Linked DNA regions of Mus musculus: region 1 is linked to region 2. The links are chromatin contacts, called in public promoter capture Hi-C maps. All regions are on one chromosome and are shown on one strand. Each heading gives the region's core, a stretch centred on a gene start, on an enhancer-like site or on the middle of the called end of the contact. The rest is flanking DNA. Distances are from core to core; before and after follow the strand shown.

Region 1 (4,125 bases), core at 398-2,897, 680 kb after region 2:
CCCCCCTCCCGCGTGCGATTCCCGACGGGTAAAGGCGCCTCTCCCCGCCCCCACTCCTGGGGAGCCCGGCGCATCCTCCTGGTCTCCAGCGTCGTAAACTTGCGGAGGCCACGCTGCCCCGGGCGACGCGAACTAACGCGTGGACCAAAGGCCGCGCAGCGCGTGTGTGGGGCCAGGGACCCGGTGGCCGCAGGTAGGAGCAGCAACTCCGCCCTCCCTCGCCCGCCCGTTTCCCTTGTCGTTTGTGGTCGGCCAGGGGCTTGTGCAAGACTGGCCCGGCGTGCGCCCCCGCCCCGCGGCATCGGCGGCTTCTGCTGGCGCGGGCCCCGAGCGCTGCCCGCCGCCGGCGTCATCGGGAACAGATGGACGGGGGGTGCTGGCGCCCGCGCTCGCTCCCGGCGCTGTCCCGGCTGGCGCGGGAGGGAGGAAGGCGGGGGAGGCAGCGCGCGCCTGCGGAGCACTGCGCGGGCATGTCCCGGGGCAGGTTTGGGGCTGGCACCGCGGTGGAAAGTTGAGACCCGCAGCGGCGCTGAGGTTCCCCCCCCAACCCCCCCGGTGCGGTGGCCTCCGGGCTTGAAAGTCTGAAAGTGGAGGATCATTAAGAGAGCTGTGTAGAAAGGCCGGGCGGGGGAGACCCCGGGACCTCGCGACGACCTTGCCACCTCGATGGCTGCTCTCTGCGCGCTGGGTCCGGCCGAGGGTCCCCGGCTGCCTGGCTCGCGCTGTAACCTCGCGCTTCCCGGGTGGCGGGAAGGGGGTGTTTCTAGGGATCGGTCGCGTTGTGGGCGGGGACGCTGGGGCCCACAGTCCCTCTCCGCGCCGCCTGTGGGTGCCGAGGAATTTCAGGACGCTCCCTGAGTCATCCCCGTGAAGTGCCTGGGTGAGGTAGGGTGGGTGGGGGTGCCAAGAGTGGGAAGGCGGTGCGCTGGGGCCGGTGGCGCGGTGGGTTGTGCCAGTTTCTGGAGGCGGCGGCCTCGCCTCTGACCGCAACCCCAGCTACTTAATGATGCCCCTGGCGCAGCGGCGCCTCCGTGGACTTCTCGAACATGGGCTCTTTAAAGAACTAGAGCCCCCGCCGTTTGGCCTTCTCAAAAATTCCTTAAAGCGAGATGGAGACTTTGCAAAACTTTGGGACAGAGGCTCGTGGCCCGAGCTCTTAACATTAAGTCCTTTAAAGTTGTGGTAATAGATCAGGCATCTTGGAGATCGAGAGAGGCCAACGGCCTATATTGTGTGGTCCCCTCCACTCAGCACAAGGAAAGGCCTATCCCTCCCCTCTCTTAGTGGGTGGCCAGGTGCCAGGCACTGTTCCAGGCGCTTGGGGAGGCGGCTATGAGGCTCGGATATGGCAGGCGTGTTGTAAGCCACTCCTCCCTACTCTTGGAGATGAGTGGCCCGCGAGGCCTCTGAGAGATCCCCCTGGACTGTCCGGACAGCCAGGGTCGCCAGGAGCGCGGGGGGCGGCACCTACCCGGCGGGTTGTGACCGCGCTGGGTGCTCCGGGCGGTCTGTCGGTGCGCGCGCGTGCGCTTGCGGCTGAAACCCGACACCTCCCGCCGGCTGAGGTCAGGGCGCCGGGAGCGAGCCGGGGCCGGGGAGTGGGCGGCGTTGCGCTTGGGTGTGTCCTCAGCGGCGACAGCAGCAGGTGTTTCTTGGCCCAGGCCCCGGAAGCTCCACCTCCCCGAGCGGCGGAGCCGCCGCCGCACAGCCCCGGGTGAGATAAGCAGTTCAGACAAACCCGGGCGACGGTGGCTCCGGCATGTGTCAGGAGCGGTGGAGCAGCGGGGCCCTGGCATGAAAGGTGAGCGCGCGGGTGGGGGATGGTGGCGGGGGTTCCCTCGTTCTTCCTCTCCCCAAGTTTGTGGGCTCGGGAGGGGCGCCAACGGCCGGTGCCAGGTCCCGCGGGTGTGAGGGACGAGAAGCGCGGGGCGCGCGGCCGACCTGAAGCCACACTCGCGGCTGCGCGCGCGCGCGCTGGGCTCAGCCGGCTCTGCTGCCGCGGAAGTGCGCGGGGAAGTGCGCGGGGGCGGCTCCGGGGCTCGGGGTTGTAGCAAAACTTTGGATGGGGCGGGGGCGCCCAGGCAGGTGGTTGGATGGGGGGGGGGGTGCTTTACCTGGGGTGGCAGTCCAAGGGGCCTCCGAACCCCCCGCCCAGCCCTTCCCGCTCCGCCTGGATGCGCCTCCCCGCCCCCCGCGGCCGCGCTGACGGCGAGTGGCCCGCCCGAGTGGAGCCGATTCAATTATATTGCAGCACCAGAGACACCTCGTCGCCCGCCGCCTCTCCGGCAGGCTAATTAAATTCCCTTCTTGGAGGCGGAGCGGGAGCTGGGCTGCCCTCCCCGCTGCCCGCCTCTCCGAGCGCCGGGAGGTGGCGGGGGCCGAATAGGACTGCGAGGAGCAGGCTTGGGGCCGCAGGTCTGGGCATCGGAGCCGGGAGCGAGCAAGGGGCGCCCCCGCGCACCTGCCACCCGTGGTGGGGGTGCCAGCTCGAGTTGGGTCGGTTTGGTGCAAACCAGCCTTTGTCTTCCATGCATTTAAAGCACTCTAAACCCTTACTAGACCCCTGCGGTGCCTTATCTGTCGCGGTTGGGGCCCACACAGGTTGGGGTTTGAAAACAAGCGAGACCACCAAATGGAAGGGGGGAAAAAAACAAACCAAAATACAAGATCCTTTTGTAAAGAGGACCGGAACAAAAGGCGCAGCCTCGCTCTAGGAGGGAGCATCGGGCCTAAGCCGATTCCCAGCACTGGGGGACAAAGAGGCAGGAGGTCTTGGCTGGCCGCTTGGCAGTGTCTCAGTCTGAGACTGGTTTACCCCCTCTTCCCGAGGAAGACAAGGCCCCCCTGGCGAGCAGCCTTCCCTGGGCGTCCGTGTTACTTAAGCTTGGCTACTTAAGTGTTGCTTAGCCTGTGTTTACAGCCGCCCCCACCCGCAGGCGGGGAACCTGAGGCGCAGGCTGTGTCTGACTCAGCCACTCAGTCGCCCCGCCACAGGTGAGGGGGGCCGGGGCACAGGCTCCGACTGGCAGCGTGTGTCATCTGCTATGCTGGGTGTCACGCCCCACCGGGTGGACCGGAACAGGGTTGCTGGCAGCCTCCCTCGATGGGGCTCGCTGTGCCGAAGCCGCTTGCTCAACACTTCTCACAGCCACCGGGTCACGCCTGACCACCTCCTGGGGTGTGTGTGTGTGTGTGTGTGTGTGTGTGTGTGTGTGTGTGTGCGCCTTGATGGCTTGGTACAAGGTTGGCTTTTGTCGCCTGGTTTGGCAGCTGGAGCGGAGGAGGCTTGGGGGGAGGGGGCGCTGGTGAGCAGCCAGCCAGAGACCCGGGGTCAGCCACGCCTTCGGAAAGGAGGTGGGAGGCCTGTCCTGGCTTTGGGCTCTGTTGTGCCTGCCTTAGGGCAGGTTCCGAACCGGGAAGGCAGAGAGGCCAGATCAGGCCCTGACCTGTTGGGGGCAGCTAGTAGGATTCTGACCAGTTACGGTTGAAAAGGGGGTGTATATAGTTAGTTAACATTTTAAAATTACTAGGAATCAGGCCTTGTCAGGCCCCCATTAAGCTAACCTTGGGGCTGGCCTGGGGCGATTCTGATGCCTCCAGGTAGGTTTTTAATGGGGTGGGGGTGGTGGGAAGCTTCCAAAACAGCCTGACCCTTTGGAAGCCTCTGGTTGCTCTTGGCTAAGCTGTCCCTCTGGCAGGCAGGCAGGCGGCCTCTGGCTGTGAGTAACTTAACTTCCCTGTCTCTGGAGGAAGTTGGAAGCTGCAGATCTCAAAGGGCTGTGCGGTTTGCAGAAAGGCAGCCACCTCAGGGCCCTGCGCCTCTAGCCAGAGGAAGGGGGAGGAGAGGTCTGCACCACTTTGTGGTGGACCCTGGGCCTGCACCTTCCCAGCCAGGCCCTCGCCCAAGCCCGCCAGAGTCCTTCCCCAGCTGGCCTTGACCCTTCAGGCAGGTGTGGTCCATTTCCCCGGCTATGAAGGAGGTCTAGCCTCAGCTCCCTGCTGCTGGTCTCCTCCTCTTCCTAGAGACGCAATGAGTAATAGCCAGCTGCCGCTTTTTCCCCCCTTGCCCCCAGGAACCCGCAGGGGCTTGTGGAGTGAGCCAGCAGGGCCGGTTTTTCCTGGCTC
Region 2 (4,239 bases), core at 1,028-3,527:
TTCTTCTTCTTCTTCTTCTTCTTCTTCTTCTTCTTCTTCTTCTTCTTCTTCTTCTTCTTCTTCTTCTTCTTTTTTTCTTTTTAAGTTTTATTTCTATTTTATGTATGAGTGCACTGTTGATGTCTTCAGACACACCAGAAGAGGGCGTCAGATCCCATTACAGATAGTTGTGAGCCACTGTGTGGTTGCTGGGACTCAGGACCTCTGGAAGAGCAGTCAGTGCTCTAAATCGCCGAGCCACCTCTCCAGCCCCAGAGATCAGCTTCTGAGAGGTGAGATATCTCAGGGACTTTCCTTCTCCCGGCCTCACTTTCCGAGAATCTGTAAACAGGAACGGAAGAGTGGCTTCCTCCCAGGGTCAAGGAGATGGAAAGATTTCCTGTGTGGGCAGAGCTTAAAGCAATGTTTAGGGCATAGTAAGGTGCAGGGTTGTAACCCGCACATCATAACCAGCAATGGCATTATTATTAGTATTGCTGTTATTGTTGTTGTTGTTGTTTAGAGATGATATAATCCCAGACTTTAGGAGGCTGAGACAGGAGGACCAAGAATTCCAGCCAACCCTGGCCACAAAGCAAGGCCCTACCTCAGATTTATGGTGATCCGCCTGCCTCTGCCTCCTGAGTGCTAGGATTGCAGGTGCAATCCAGTGTGGTTTGCCATCATTCACTGCTTTTGTAACTGAAACAGAATGAATGCTATGGAAAGGCAGCAAGTGGGATCAGTTCACCCCACGTTCCTAGGGAGACAGGAGGAGGCCAGGCTAGCTTTACAGGTCAAGGTCACCTGTGGATTCCCAGGTTGGTCCAAGGCTTAACTACAGCCCCCCACCTCAGGGCTGTGCATCTTCTAGTTTGGCTTTCCAAACCCAACACCTCAGGTACTAATATGAAGGTACACGTTATTAAAATAGCTTATGTTAGGCTGTCTATGACAATAAGCTGAAGCAACAGTAGAACTGTTTAATCTACCTTAAAATTCTTAAAAATTCTAGGTAAATTTAATAGATAATAGGCATAAATGTATACTCTCATGGTATACAACTAACAATATTCTCATTTCAAAACTTTTTTATCATCTTCCCCCAAAAGTCCCTAATTTTCCTTTGTTAACGGTCCCAACCCCCTCACCCCTGGCATCCTCTACCATGCTTCTTGGCTCTCCCGCTTTCCTGTTTGAACGTTTTACTTATGCATTTCGTTTTCAAGTGGTTTGCTTTTCTGAGACGTCTCTCTGTGAAGCCCAGGCTGGCCTTGAACTCTTTATCTTCCTGCTTCAGCCTCCCAAGAGCTGAGATGACAGCTGTGTGCCACCAAATGCAGCTGGGAGTGTCCTTCGTGTCTAGATTCTTTCACGTAGAGGAACCTCTTCAAGGTTCTTCCAGGCTATGAGTGACGTTTGATAACTATTAGATGAATTAACAATGATCTAAGATCAACAGATGTTTACTGAGAGGGTATGTACCTGCCATAAAAGCCCAGCAAGGATTGTAACGTTTGTTGGACAGCTTCGAGTGGAGAAGAAAGAGACAGAGAAAAAGAGAGCCGCAAAAGCTCTAGAGAGTGAGAGAACGAGAGAGTGAGACAGAGACAGAGAAACAGACAGGCAGAGGAGAGGGAGGGAAGAAAAAGGAAAGAATTATTTAAAATATTTTGAATCGACTTGGTCAAAGTTGAGGGGAGTGGTGGTTGAGGCTCTGGGTTTAATCTCCTGAGCTTGGGGGGGGGGGGGCAAGTAATAATAATAGACTGGGATAAAGGTATGGAGAAAGCAGAAAGCGGGCCAGAGTGTAGGGGGTGTGGCTGTTAGCAGAGTAGTCAACAAAGGCCTCTTGACAGAATCAGTGAGCAGAAGCCAAGGGAAGATGAGGAGGATACAGCCTTCCCGGAGTTCCCGACCCACCCTGAGGTTTGTCCCACGGAGCCACCTCATATCCTGGAGCCTGGGACGTGGGCGCCAGCAAGCTTCTGCGGCGCATGCCTGACCTACTTAGGGGACAGCCAGGCACCATCAATAGTAAGGGACCCTGGGTGTCTCTTACAGATCTTGACCAGCTCAGCTCCTTCCCATCCACAGACCCCGCCCCTAAGGCTACACCTCCTGCCTCCCGCCTCCTCAGGCCCCGCCTCTGAAGCTGCACTCCGCCTTCACAGGCCTGCCCCTCAGGCGAGGCTCCGCCCCTTATCCTGCAGACCCCGCCTTTCGCCCGCCTGCCGGCCCCGCCCCCCAGCCGCCATTGACAGTGTAGGCTCGCACTTCCTTGCAGAGGGATGGCTGCGCTTCGGGCGGGCCCGGTAGCCCCGCAGTGTGCGCTGCTCTGGTAGCGGCTCGCAAGCGGGCGCGATCCGGGCTCGCGGGTGCACAGGTGCGGCCCACGCCTCCCTCGGCGCCTCAGCACCTTCGGGGCGGGACGCGGGACGGTGAGTGCCGCCTGGGCTCCGTGCTGGCTCCCGGGGATCCCGGGTGGGGGGGCTCTGGCTCTGCACCTTCACCACACCTGCTTGCACGCAGCTAGGCGCCACAGACATGGTCCGGGAGACTAAGGCGAGCCTGGCACTGGAGAACTCTCTCTAGATTCCTTGGCCTAGAAAAGAAAGCTTCCAGACAGTGAGGAACTAGAGACCTGGCTGGCCGCCCTAAGTAGATGGGCAGAGAGGGTATCTATGTTTTCCTGTCTGTGACCTTGGGTGGGCCCCTCGGCCACCTGCCCACCCACGGTGCGATTTTAGCCCTGTGGGAACAGTGGTGCCCATTCTCACACCGCCAAGGTGAACCGGGAGAATCAGGGGTATGCAGTAATTAGATGCTGATTGGTACCTTTCTCTCTGGGCCCCCAGCAGCTGGGAGAGTTCCTGCCTGGATACAGCTTAGTCACAAAGTTACTAGTTTTCTGGAAAAGATTCAGTTGTGTCTTCTTTCCCAGAGAGAGCGGAACAGGATGGAATGTCCGGACTTCTTCCTCCATGGGAACACTGGAGCCCCCTCGCTCTCCCCATTTATCTCAGAACCAGCTGACTTATCTTTAGCAGAGACTCTTTGTTCAGTAGGAAACAAAATGATTCTTCGTGTGGGTTCAGCAGAACTGGGAGGGGGGGGGAATTTGTCTTGTAGCTCCAGCCCATGTTGGTTTTATAAGGAAAAGGGGGTAAAGAATTGAGACAGGAAAAGACAGACTCTTCTCCACGGGCTGTTAATGAAACAAGCGAGAGGCTGCACTTTCCAGCCTTCTAGAAAGAGAGGGGCTTTTGGGAGGAGGGAGGCTTTGGGAGTTGTAAGTAGGGGACTTGCAGGTGTTAGCTCCCACCCCAGAAGATAGAGGGATAAGCAGAATTTCTCTGAATTTAGCCCAACAGGTTTATTCCTAACTGGGTGTCCCCTGCCAGTGTCCGCCTAGACTTCCAAGTCCTCCAAAGCCTGCCTCATAGTTAAAAGACTATGGGACATCGTGTGTCAGGTCTATAGATTTGATCAGAAAGGTCAGCACAGCAGTATTGCTCGTGTTTGTGTGAGAGCACAGACCTCAGGGGAGGTTTCTCCTTGTGGATTCCTCCCTCCTATGACCAGACAGTACAGCTGTGGGCGCAGAGGAACCGGAGGCCCTGAACATCCTCCGACTGTTGGATGCTGTGTGGGCTGGGCTGTTTTACACACACACACACACACACACACACACACACACCGTTGTGACCTCTTGAGTTGTGAATCAAGGACAGGATGGGGATAGTCTCGTGGAGTTAAATGGGAGAAAATTAATGAAGGCTCGTAGAAGCCCCCGGGGATGACGCCCAGAACAGAGTTGGTACTCATTAATCACAACTGTCTCTCACCCTCCACTTCCTCCTGAGAACCTGAAAGTGTAACACTGGTCATATCTGGGCCTTGTCTCCTGCAGAGGTGAAGGGCCCAGGTTTGGTGTCATTAACTAGTGTTATGACAATGTGAAATGTCCTCATCTATAAAGTAGGACCGTTGTCATTACCCTCCCATGTGTGGGAGGAATTGAGACAGCCAAGGAAGTCCCTTAGCTTGGATCCACACTGCAATCCAGACTCCACAATGATGACTGTCACGAAAACTCTGCCATAGCCAAAAGGTAGACTTTAGATTAAACATCAAAAGGTGGGTGTGTTCGGCCACTGAGATGGCTTAGTGGATGAAGGTGTTTGCCACCAAGCTCAACGACTTGAGTTCAATCCCTGGGTCCAGAAAGATGGGGAGAAAAAAACAAACCAACCAACC

Evidence for each region. Promoter capture Hi-C pulls out the DNA fragments that hold promoters and counts their contacts.
Region 1: a promoter capture Hi-C map of liver shows a contact between it and region 2, with 3 times the contacts expected there. The contact joins the promoter of Gse1 here to the promoter of Klhl36 in region 2. A contact is called at or near these places in 2 of 39 promoter capture datasets (both in liver) and 1 of 115 datasets of contacts at active chromatin or transcription factors (pancreatic cancer cells).

What each region holds. Positions count from the first base shown.
Region 1 is chr8:120,535,762-120,539,886 of GRCm38.p6, forward strand. Gse1 (genetic suppressor element 1, coiled-coil protein) reads left to right here and starts at 1,648. Exons shown (of 16, transcript NM_001145896.1): 1 at 1,648-1,801. The coding sequence starts at 1,795. It overlaps 1700016A09Rik (RIKEN cDNA 1700016A09 gene), which reads right to left and starts at 1,965. Exons shown (of 1, transcript NR_151732.1): 1 at 1,131-1,965. Mir7687 (microRNA 7687) reads left to right here and starts at 2,935; the gene lies at 2,935-2,993.
Region 2 is chr8:119,860,028-119,864,266 of GRCm38.p6, forward strand. Klhl36 (kelch-like 36) reads left to right here and starts at 2,278. Exons shown (of 5, transcript NM_146219.1): 1 at 2,278-2,420.